2 separate regions of the Sus scrofa genome follow, and region 1 is linked to region 2. The links are chromatin contacts, called in public HiChIP or PLAC-seq maps. All regions are on one chromosome and are shown on one strand. Each heading gives the region's core, a stretch centred on a gene start, on an enhancer-like site or on the middle of the called end of the contact. The rest is flanking DNA. Distances are from core to core; before and after follow the strand shown.

Region 1 (5,344 bases), core at 1,559-4,058, 200 kb after region 2:
CCTCCAACACCCGCTGTGGAGAGCGAGCGTCCTCGAGGCTGTTTTCGGCCGCGTCCGGAGCCCAGCGCTCCGGCTGAGTCACTGCTCTGGAATGGAGGTTAAGGTCATCCGGCTTCCTCTCGCCCGGGACCCCGGGTCTCCGTCTGGACGGATGAGCCATCCATTATCTTCCCACCAGACTGAAAAAAGATCAGTTTCTCGGGGTGTGTTCTCTTTTTTCATTGCGGATGTGTATTCGGTGTGGGTCCAAAGGATGACCCCAAAGCTGGGAGTCTTAGGAACTTCGACAGGCCGGACTCCCGGGGGCGCGAGGCCCTGTTGACAGGATTTAACCCTGACCCCAGCCCCCACATCCTTGGCAGCCCAGGGATGCTGCCATCCCAGCGCTCTGACTGCTCCATGTCTCCAGAACATTCCCTGCTGCAGCAGGTGTTATCATTGATAACGTCTCTGCAGAAGCGCTTAGTGTCCAAAATGGCAGAGACTTTCGAAGCTGTGAATCGGGAAGACTGAATTGTGATCTGGCTCTACTGTCCGCCCTGTAACCTTTCCCAACATCAGAGTTCCCATCGCGGCTCAGCAGGTTAAGAACCTCACGTGGTGTCTATGAGGATGCGGGTTTGGTCCCTGACCGCTCAGTAGAGGATCTGGCACCGTCACCTCCTGCAGTGTAGGTTACACATGTGGCTCGGATACTGAGTTGTTGTGACTGTGGTATAGGCCAGCAGGTGCAGCTCCGACTCAACTTCTAGCCTAGAACTTCTATATGCCACAGACGCAGCCATAAAAAGATGAATGCATTAATCTTTTCCAGTATCGGACTTCACGGGCAGCATAGATTGTGAGGAATTGATGACCTTGGACACCAGGCTGCCCTGCCACTACTGACCGGTCCAGGATACATCAGGACTCATAGTCATCATTTTGGGAGCTGGGCTAGATCTTTCTCCAGGTTGTTCCCTAGGTCACAAGGGTCACACGTCCATAGTCCAGCGTGTGTTCCAGTCCCCTCACGTGGTCTGGCACACTGAGGCTGTGTCCAGCACGTGTCCCAGTCCCTCGCATGGTCTGACGTGCTGAGACTGTGTCCAGCACTGCACAAATACAGTCCCCATCACGTGTGGACCGTCAGAACCCCACAGCCCCACGTGGCCCCATCACCCCCTGAAAATGTCCAGAACCCTTCCGTCTGTGAGCACCCACTGCCATCTCTCACCACTTCCCTCTGGCATCTCTTTCAAAGTTTCCTTTCTTCTCACACTTATCCTAGGAAACAACTACCATTCTGTCTCACGATGCCTCTCCCAAAATTGGGGTTGAAGACACTTCTATATCCCTTCGTTTTGTTCAGAACCAGGTAGCCGCAGGTTCTGACCCTCCCCCTCTTGCCTTGTGAGGGGCAGGGGGAGTGGGGGTGGCCCTGGTGCCCATCAGGCATGGCCGGGCCTGTGCATGGCCTTCAGTTTCTTAGTTTCTTCTCTGGGTTCCTTGCTGTGGTTAATGCACAGAGCCTCGTCAGCCATGTGGCTCCTCCCACCACAACAGGCTCTCCTGGGAGGCAGATGCTTGAATTTCCCACGTGGTCCCTGACTCTGAAAGCATATTCTCTCAAAGATCCAGCTAAACCCTTTGTTCTGGAAATGCTTAGCAAGTCAATCATTTTACCATAAAAACTGCCACCACGGTTCAGAAGCCGTCAGATCTTTGTAACACAGCCCCTCAGCAGTGGATCTGTTCATGGAAGCTGGAGAGAATGCAGGTGAGAGACATGTCTGATTGTCCCCAGAGTGTTTTGATAGCTCAGACTTTCACCCTGTCCCCCCGCTCCCCCCCACCCCCACATACCTTCTGAGCAGAATTGCTGAAAGTAGCAGAATGGCCTCGTTTGAGTTTCACCTTTTCTTTCTGGCCCAGGTCACTTTCTCAAGCAGGAGGGGGATTAATGAGCCGTGAAATGGCCCCAGTTGAGCAGCATCTGGTTAAAGCAGAGAAGCCAGGCTTTCGGATAATCGCTGCAGGTTGCAGGTGGCTCAGTGTTGTATAGATGTCCATGAACCAGGCGTACACGGGTTTGTTTCTCAGTCAGTTTGTCCATCTGCTCTGGGCTTGACTGTAGCTTCATGAAGATCAGTAAAAAAGATACATTCAGGGTCCAGAGTCACCTCTCTGACTCCGGGGAGGTTCAAACGTGCAGTGACTGGGCCTCTGGAATGTTCTGGAAAGCTGGGTAGGAATCCCCTCCTCTCCCAGCCAGCTAAGGCCCCCCAACCTCGTGCCTCTGCTTCCCCACTTATAAAACGGATCTAAGAACAGTTCCTGCCTCACAGAGGTATTGTGGGGCTTAAGCCAGTTTACTCTTGAGAATTGCTGCCGGCAGTACATGCTCTGGTCTAGAGATGCTAGTTGTTCTTCTAACCTAGTCCCACACGGGACCAAGTCCAGTGCCTTGATCTCTGCGCTGGGTCTGGGCTCCAAAGGCCCTCAGATCATCTCTCTGTATCTGTATCTATGGCTGTGTATTTAAACACTTTCCTTTGAGCAGTCGAAAGGGAAGGGAATTATAAAATAACTATTGATTTAGTGCAGCTGCCCTGTGACAAGAAAAACGGGATTTGACCAGCTCTCTGGACACCACTGGAATTCTGCCATCAAAATTTTCACCAGCATTCCCCCCATGGGCGGCTGGCTCCACGGTAAATGCGAGACCTGCCTTCCGACACTGAGGAAGGCCATCCCAACCCAAAAACGCTCGCAAGACCTTGGCCTTTGCAAACCAAGCGTGGGGAGGGCCCTGGTCCAAAGAGCACGAGGGGCTGCCACCTAGTGTTGGCCACCAGAACTGCAGGGAGCCCTCAGACCCCGGGGTAGCCAAGTGGCAGTCCCCGGGCGTCTTCGGTTGCTGTGATGTTAAAATTTGATTTTACACTGGAGACCTTCCGTAACTGTGGAAAAATCTTCCTTTCGTGGCTTTGTACAGACCACGCTGGCAAACTCACCCCCTTCTCCACAATCTGCCACCTCCAGAGCCACAGCGATGTGCTCAACAGCTTCTGGCTGTCGCTGGTGCTCAGAAGAGCCTGGTTCCAACGGTCCCAGGACCCAGCTCCGCAGGAGGAGCCCTGGCTCGTTTCCCGTCTAGATTTCAACAGGCAATGTCTCACCTGTCTGTGTGATCCGCGCGCGGTTTCGACGGGCCGGTGCTGGGGCCACCCTTTCTGGTTCCGTCCCAGAGGCCTGGAAAGCATCCTCGCTGACAATGCAGATAAAACCAGACCGTCAGGTAGAACCGACTCTCGGAAGGGCGTCGGTTCTGGCGCGGAGGGTGGACGAGAGCTGAGGTGGTGGGCGACGCATTTTGACGTGATGGCGTGACTTAGGGACCTGGGGGGAGGCAGGACCAGAGGGCCGCGGGCCCGCCACAGAATCACCACTGACACTCCACTGTGGAAATGCCTCCGCAGTCACGCGCTGCTTCTGATGGTCGGAAAACAGGAGACCGGAGGAAGCCGACTTTGTCGCCGGGCAGGGCTGGGTGACGGCACAGCCCTCGTTCATTCGTGGAGCAGACACGAGCACGTTCTGGGTGCCCAGTGCTGTGGCAGAGGCTGGGGACAGAGGCTCTGACAAGACCGGGCCCCAGCGACCAGCTCAGTGAGTGCTGTGGTTGGAGCAGCTTTGTGAGCCCCTGGTCAGGGTCAGGGTCAGGAGAAGGTCCCCAGAGCAGCTGGAGCCGGGAGGACAGGCACGTGCAAAGGCCATGAGGTGCGAGGCCTGGTGCCAAGCTCGGTCAGCCTGGAGCCAGGGGACCCAGGCTGCATTGGCAGGGACACAGCCGAGGTGTACCAACGAGGTGGGCCCCTGAGCCTCGAGGACAGATCTGAGGGGGAAGGTGAGGGAGGAGAGGAACCTCCACCTGCAGGAAGCAGCCACTCAGGGGTGGTCCTTGCCCTGGAGCCGGCCTCTGAGGACAGTGTAGTGGGGACAGCAGTGACCTTCCCCCAGGCCTCTTTGGGAAGGTACGGTGATCTCATTCGTGGGTATTCACGAAAACAAGTCCACACACCAAATAGCCATACCTGAATGATTCTGGCAGCCTGAGTCACACTGGCCAACCTCTGGACACAGTTCAGGCGCCCTTCAGGGAGTGCATGGCTAAGGGCCGTGGTGGCAGCTACACCAGACAGGTCACATGGTCCCGACACGCAGCTGGGCAGTGGATCACAGAGCCACTCTGGAGAGGAGGCGCTGAGCGCCTCACTGTGACCGTCCAGGAGAGGCGGGACAAGAAGCTGGAGGAAGCTCGGGCGTCCGCAGAGGTTGGGGAGGGGGCTTGACGGCAGGAGGACAGCCCAGCGACTTGGGAAGATGCAGCTCCCAGCACATGTCCCAACCCAGAATGACACACCAGAAAAGTGGGTTTCGCTGTGGGCCAATTTCAAAACCAATTTTGAAATCTTCCAAAGGAAATGAAAAAAGTCCAAACTTTGAGGAAACGGAGATGACAGATAAGTGGATTAAAGCCAAGGAAGGAGCAGAGGGGCCACGCCCTTTCTAGGACAGGGCTCAATTTAGAACTTGTCCTGTTCAGGAACGTTGGACACACAGATGAACAGGAAAAAGGGCCGGGTGCCCAGCCAAGTCGGAACCCTCGCTGGCTCCTAATCTTGTTCCCTTTGTTGGCCAATTTCTTTTTTCATAACAGACCCGCTTAATATAATGCCAACTTCGAGAATATTTTTCTTTCATGTGGCTGTGTTTAGTCTAAATGAGCAGGAGATAGAGCTGCTGGTTCCGTTCCCGGACTGTGCCAAGGGTACTGAGCAGTCCCGCCGAGGCCGCCAGCCTGGTTGGCCATCTCAGCGCAAGGCCAAGCGCACGGTGTCTCCTCTCGCTCTGCGCCACCCCCGCCCCCCGAGGCCACGTGCCCGGGCAGCCGGCCACCAGCACAGGGCCCCTTGCCAGGCAGGGACAGAGACCGGTGTCACAGCCCAGTCTCCACTGCGCACCTGAAATGACCAAAGAGCATGACCTGGGAGCACCTGGGAGCAGGCGGCCCGGGCAGCTGGCACGTGAAAACTAACAGCCTGCCACCAAGGCCACCACTGCGGCCACCGTTTTCACGACCAGTTTTAGGATTCCAGTGACTGCGTTGCCGCCTGTTCTCTGTGTTTAATTTTCTGAGGAACCATTGAAGTGCTTTCGGTGTCACTGTGACTGCGAGAGCGCAGAGGGGCCGCCCCGGCGATAGCGCCTGATGACGTAGGAGCTGCCGCTGATGCTCTGGTGTTGGTCTGCTTCCCCGCGGTCCGCTGCCCGGTCAAGGAGCGGCTCGTGCCTACGGGAG
Region 2 (5,426 bases), core at 2,258-4,757:
CGTTATTTTGGACCAATTTCAAATACCAAGATAAGAAATAAAAATGAAGACATAAATGTTCCCAGTTTGCTAATTTGACTCTAAGGACTCAGCTCCTGGAACCTGGCATAGCTGAAGATTTTATCATTTCTAAAAAAAGAAAAAGAGAAAAAGAAAAAAAAAAAGAACCTCAACTGCACCAATAAGGAAAACCCCCAAATCTGTGTTCTCTTCTATCCCCATAAACCATGAGTTCCTCCTGGAAGAGGGGCTTCCAGACCCTTGCTTCATCTTCTTCTCTCTTAGGCTTCTTGAAATGAAATGTGATCTACAAGTACTGGAGAATTTCCCACAAGGCATCGGGGCACAGACACAAGGCAGGCTTCTCTGGAGTCACAGCTCCCCTACCTTTTTCACCCGGCAGTCCCGGTGCACCGGCGGGTCCTGGTGAGCCGGGCTGTCCAGGGGTGCCCATGACACCCATCTCTCCCTTGGGACCTGTGGCCAGATGGAAAGATGGTGAGCGCCGATGGCAGACGCCGAGAGACGGTCAAGAACAAGACCAGGCGAGGCGGTGCCCAGCATCCACCCGGGTGGGTCATTTACCTGGAAACCCGGGCAGCCCGGGTGTGCCCTGCTGTCCAGGGAGGCCAGGCAGCCCTGACTGTCCCGTCAGGCCGGGGAGCCCCTGCAGCCCTTGTCTCCTTTGGGGCCCGGCATGTCCAGGCCTGGGAATCCCGGAAAGCCCTTCTCTCCTTTCACTCCAGGGGGTCCTGTGCAGGGAAGAGCAAGCAGGCATCAGCAAGGCGACAGGGTGTCTGCAGTGACAGTCCCCTGTTTAACCATCACTTCCTGCGGAAGGCGTGTGAGCACACTCACCTCGGGGGCTGGACGGCTCCCACCTCCTCAGACAGGGGTGTCTGAGGCAGTCGGTGGGGAAACAGCACCCTAAGACCAAGCCCCTCCTTCCTGCCGTCAGCAGTCAGCCGTGCCCACCCGGCCCCCCTAGACTACGACCAGCTTCTCCTCTGCGTTCCTCACGGACCGTCCTGCCCCCTCCGGCACCGCCATCTGACTTCTACACGACGTTAAAGGCCACGTAGCTCCCAGACTCATTTCATTGAAGTTACACCCGCATCTTACTAACCCTCCCACAGACGATGAGAAGCTAAAGACAGCACCTTTCGGCATTAAATACAAAGGGCAGCGCGTGTTCGACAGGAAGGGGGTGTCTTCGGCACGAGACCAGGCTCAGTGGGAGGAAAAGAGCCCCGGGACTTAGGTTTAAGCAAAAACACCCAAACCCACAACTACGAAACAGAATTGATGCCCCCCCTTTTTTCTGTCTTTTCATCACGGTTTATCACAGAATTGTGAATATAGTTCCCTGTGCTGTTCAGGGGGGCCTTGTTGTCCCCCCCCAACTTATTCACGGATCAGGAGTCAGGGGAGGGACCATCCTAAAGACCGTGGTGTTACCTGATGATCCTGGGGGCCCCTGTCCTCCAGGGGGGCCCATGGCTCCAGGGGGCCCTATTCCGGGGACTCCCGGTGCTCCTTTGGGACCTTGCAATCCAGGAGGTCCTGGGTCACCTGGACAGAGAAGTCATGTGTATACCACCTGGGCACATAACAGGTGCCACAGCACCCACCACCCACCCAAACAGTGTGCGACGGCCACAGAAAACTGGGAGCTAGAGCCATCTGGGATTTTCATCATTCATTCAACAAACATTTTCTAGGGTCTGATAGGGGCTCCAGGGACACAAAATGAACAGACCCCGCCCCTGCCGCCAGCTAGATTTGCCTGTAAGAGGTTACCTCGGATTCCCTGAAGGCCTGGGGGGCCGATGGCGCCGTGCTCTCCAGGAACTCCTGGTCCCCCGATGTTTCCCTTCTCCCCAGGGGTTCCGGGGGTGCCGGGCAGCCCTGGCAGCCCTTTGAGTCCTGGCAGCCCGATTCCAGGCTCTCCCTGGAGACCCCAAGCACAGAGATCCAGTGACCCTCAGAGCCCGCGATGCGATCAGGCCAAGAGCGTCAGTGATAACTGATGCTGCAGGTGCATTTATAAGACGAGCATCCACCCTGCCCTCCAGGCTGTGACGCTTCTTCACACCCATGGCTTCCCTCGGTCTCACTCCGGGACAAGGGGGGCTGATGTCTATCATTTGCATTCCCCGAAGGCGGAAAGCCAAGCCCCGCCCCGACACCCGCCTATCCAGCTTGTCGCCTTTCAGAGGTAGGCGTTCCTCCCTCAGGGTCTGGGCCCCTTGACTCTGCTGCCCTATGTCTGCGAGGAGCTGACTCTCCGTGGCGGGAGCAATGCCCAGCGTGATCGGTGGCCAGCCAGCCATTACCTTGAGAGGTAGAAAGTTCCAGCATGGGAACTCGCTGCCTTTTTTGTTAAAGGAAGTCTTTCACGTCAAATTTAACTCACATTTAAAGCCATTTCATGAATCAAAGGGCTTCGACACATACAGATGATTTTAAAAAAGGCAGCATTTCGAGGGCCTGAAGAGGGGGCCTTCAAAACACCCCATTTAACACCCACAGGCCCATTGGAGCAGAAGATGGACACTATGTCACAGAGCCCCCCCGGCATCCCCTGGAGGTGACACCTTCCAGGGAGGGCCCGGTGGGCGTGAGCGGGCCGCAGGGACTTCTCCGGAGACCTGGCCCCGCGCTGAAATTTGCAAACTGGAAGGAACTCCGTCCCAGGGGTTTTGAAAAAGCCCAAGATTTCAAAGCGTAAACCAAATCCTTGGTTCCAGGTCCACTGGGCGCTGACTAACTCGCGCCCACACGCTGCCACCGCTGCCTCCCTTTCTCACCAAGTGAGGTTCCTCAGGGGAAAGTGACAATGTGTCTCGAAAAGACAGCCGTCCCAAGGCTTCCATCCACGCCAGCCACGTGGGGCGGGGACACCACAGGCCAGGCGCTTCTGGGGAGGAAGTGTCCCCGCGTCCCAGAGACACAGCCGCCCGCCTGCCCCCCGCCCCCGAGGGTGGGAACAGCCGCCCAGGTCTGTGTTGGCAAAGATGCGTCTCCGCAAGGCTTGCGGCTCCTCCCACGTAAGACACCGGCCTTCTGGCACTTCCCCTTCTTTATGTCACAGCAGGAAGGCGCCAACCAGGGTCAGCTGGGCTGGCAGGCGGAAGTGCAGGACTGGCAAGAGGGGAGGGCATCTGAGGTCCCGGAGGGCCTGACGCCACCAGCCCAGGGTCCCCAACCAGCGCCCTTGGTCCCCGGGCCGTGTTTGGTAAAGTCGGCGATATTTTTGGCCATCGCAAGGGGGGGCGGGTGTGGGGGTGCTCCTTTGGGATGTGTGGGTTAGCGCCTCGGAGGAGGCTGTTAAAGACCCCACGATGCCGGGCGCGGCCCCCACCACGAGGAATTACTGAATGGCAGCGTCGTGAGGCCGAGGAAGGCTGCCCTCCACCTTCCTGGAGGTTGATACGTCCTTGGGACAGGGGCTTCCTTCCGCCACTCCCGGTGAGACACACGTGCACAGACCCAGGACACACCCGCAAGGGCACACACAGTGGAAACCAATGATTCAGCCCCAAACACACACGACTGTGTGCCATGCCGGGTACTTTGGTATTTGCTATTTGATGCAATTTCGTTCAAACACAACACGCTGCCCAGTACCCTCTGTGAGATTAATAACCCGCCTTTTACGTGTCCCGTTTATCACAAGGATGCGGAAACGGCCATCCGAGAACCCTGGTACCCACCTTTTGGCCGGGCGCACCTGGGTTGCCAGGTAAGCCGTTAAACCCTTGGCGACCGGGATTCCCGGGAGGTCCAGCATCTCCAGGTAAACCATCAACACCTGTTTCGAAAAATCCACAGACTCATTCACGTAATAAAGCTGCTCCCTCCTCTCTCCCCTCTTACACCTGCTCAGATGAACCTGAGCACATGCGAGGGAACAACAGGGAAGACAAGACCCCCCCGGCCTGGGGGCGGCCGGGCGCCAGGACCGCGCGCAGCACCTGCTGCCCCTCCTTCTCCCCACATCCGCCCTCTCGTCCCTCATCTTCCAGTTGAAGCGGGGGCACTGGGACCAGGCTGCCGGCCGTGCGGCTCCCAGCCCTTTTGGGCTCTGGACCGAAGGCTGCACATCGGTCTCCCTGGAGCCAGGCCAAGAAAGCAGCGAAAACAGGGACACTGTTCTCCTCATGTGCTCACGGTTTTCAGAATGAAGCGCCGGTTCTACAACATCAGTACCTGTGGGGGTCCAGCCCCGCAGTGTCGGCGCCTCTCCCCTCGGAGCAAAGCCCCCTCCTCACAGTCACCCCACTGTCCCCCAACTTCCAGGCCAGCCCGGCCCAGGCTGTGTGCTCCCTTCACTGACGGAGACCCCCTGGAGGGCGCAGTTAGGGGAACGGGCGTCTGCCGGCTCCCTGGGCAGCCTGCGGTCCCACTGTCCCAGCTCCTCCCCGCCCCACGGCCCCGGGAGCCACCACCCCGTCGTTGGCGGCTGGAGCCCCTGTCCTCCACTCCCAGCGGCTCTTGGAAAGCCTCCCCCCACTGCTCGCTTACTAGCAGGTATGGTGTGTTTATTCTTTTTTCTTTCTTTTTGGCTTCTTAGGGCCGCACCTGCGGCAAATGGAGGTTCCCAGGCTAGGGGTCCAACAGGAGTTATAGCGGCTGGCTTACACCACAGCCACAGCAACACCAGATCCAAGCCGTGTCTAGGAAGGACCTGCACCCCAGCTCACGGAAACACCAGATCTTAACCCACTGAGTGAGGCCAGGGATTGAACCCGCATCCTCATGGACACGAGTCAAGTTCTTAACCCGCTGAACCACGACGGGAACTCCAGGCATGGCGTGTTTACGTCCATTGCCCCTTTTCTCCTAGAATCCACGGAGGACAAAGAGAGAGACCAGCAGGGGTCAGACGCCAGGATCAGGGCCCTCGCGGGCCAGGCCGAAGTTTGGCCCTGCCCTGCAGGCTCACCTTTGGGACCCGGGGGCCCTGGAAATCCAATTCCAGGCTGGCCGACTGCACCCTTCTCTCCCGGGAGGCCCGGCCTTCCTGGGGTTCCAGGAAAACCTCGGTCACCTGTTTTGAGAAAGATCAGCAGTCAACGTGAGCAAAACGTGAGCCTGTGAGTACCCCCCCGTCCTCCCCACTCTCTCCCCACCTCCCCCTGTGCCTCTGGTGAACTTGAACTCCAAAAGTACCTTGAGGCCCTTGGAAACCGGGGGACCCCGGCAGTCCTTCTGCTCCGGGGGGGCCAGGCAAGGGCACGACTTTTCCTGCTTCGCCCTTGGGACCTGGGAGAAAAGAGCCAGAACAGAGCGTGAGGCCACCTCGGCTCGACCCTGGGGAGGCGCCTGGCGTCTCGCCTCCGCTTCTCCCTTCTGCCTTCCTGGCCTCGCTCACAGAGGCCTCTTCTACCAAGACAGACAGAGTGACGCAACAATTCCTGAAG

What was found. HiChIP or PLAC-seq counts read pairs in DNA pulled down with a chosen protein or histone mark.
Region 1: a contact with region 2 is called in an H3K27ac HiChIP or PLAC-seq map of alveolar macrophages. The contact joins two enhancer-like sites. A contact is called at or near these places in 1 of 47 Hi-C or Micro-C datasets (embryonic fibroblasts) and 1 of 2 datasets of contacts at active chromatin or transcription factors (alveolar macrophages).

What each region holds. Positions count from the first base shown.
Region 1 is chr11:77,086,748-77,092,091 of Sscrofa11.1, forward strand. All of the region lies in intron 4 of COL4A2 (collagen alpha-2(IV) chain), which reads left to right. Among named protein-coding and RNA genes, the nearest start is that of COL4A1, 92 kb to the left of the region's middle. Within about 2 kb of position 2,809, at least 14 of the 83 cell types and tissues checked have an H3K27ac peak or open chromatin away from gene starts, as enhancers often do. A contact at or near this core is called in alveolar macrophages, where this site is marked.
Region 2 is chr11:76,883,069-76,888,494 of Sscrofa11.1, forward strand. It overlaps COL4A1 (collagen alpha-1(IV) chain), which reads right to left. Exons shown (of 54, transcript XM_021065910.1): 27 at 5,176-5,268; 28 at 4,949-5,053; 29 at 3,717-3,814; 30 at 1,801-1,951; 31 at 1,459-1,572; 32 at 675-752; 33 at 586-672; 34 at 388-477. Among named protein-coding and RNA genes, the nearest start is that of COL4A2, 110 kb to the right of the region's middle. Within about 2 kb of position 3,508, at least 8 of the 83 cell types and tissues checked have an H3K27ac peak or open chromatin away from gene starts, as enhancers often do. A contact at or near this core is called in alveolar macrophages, where this site is marked.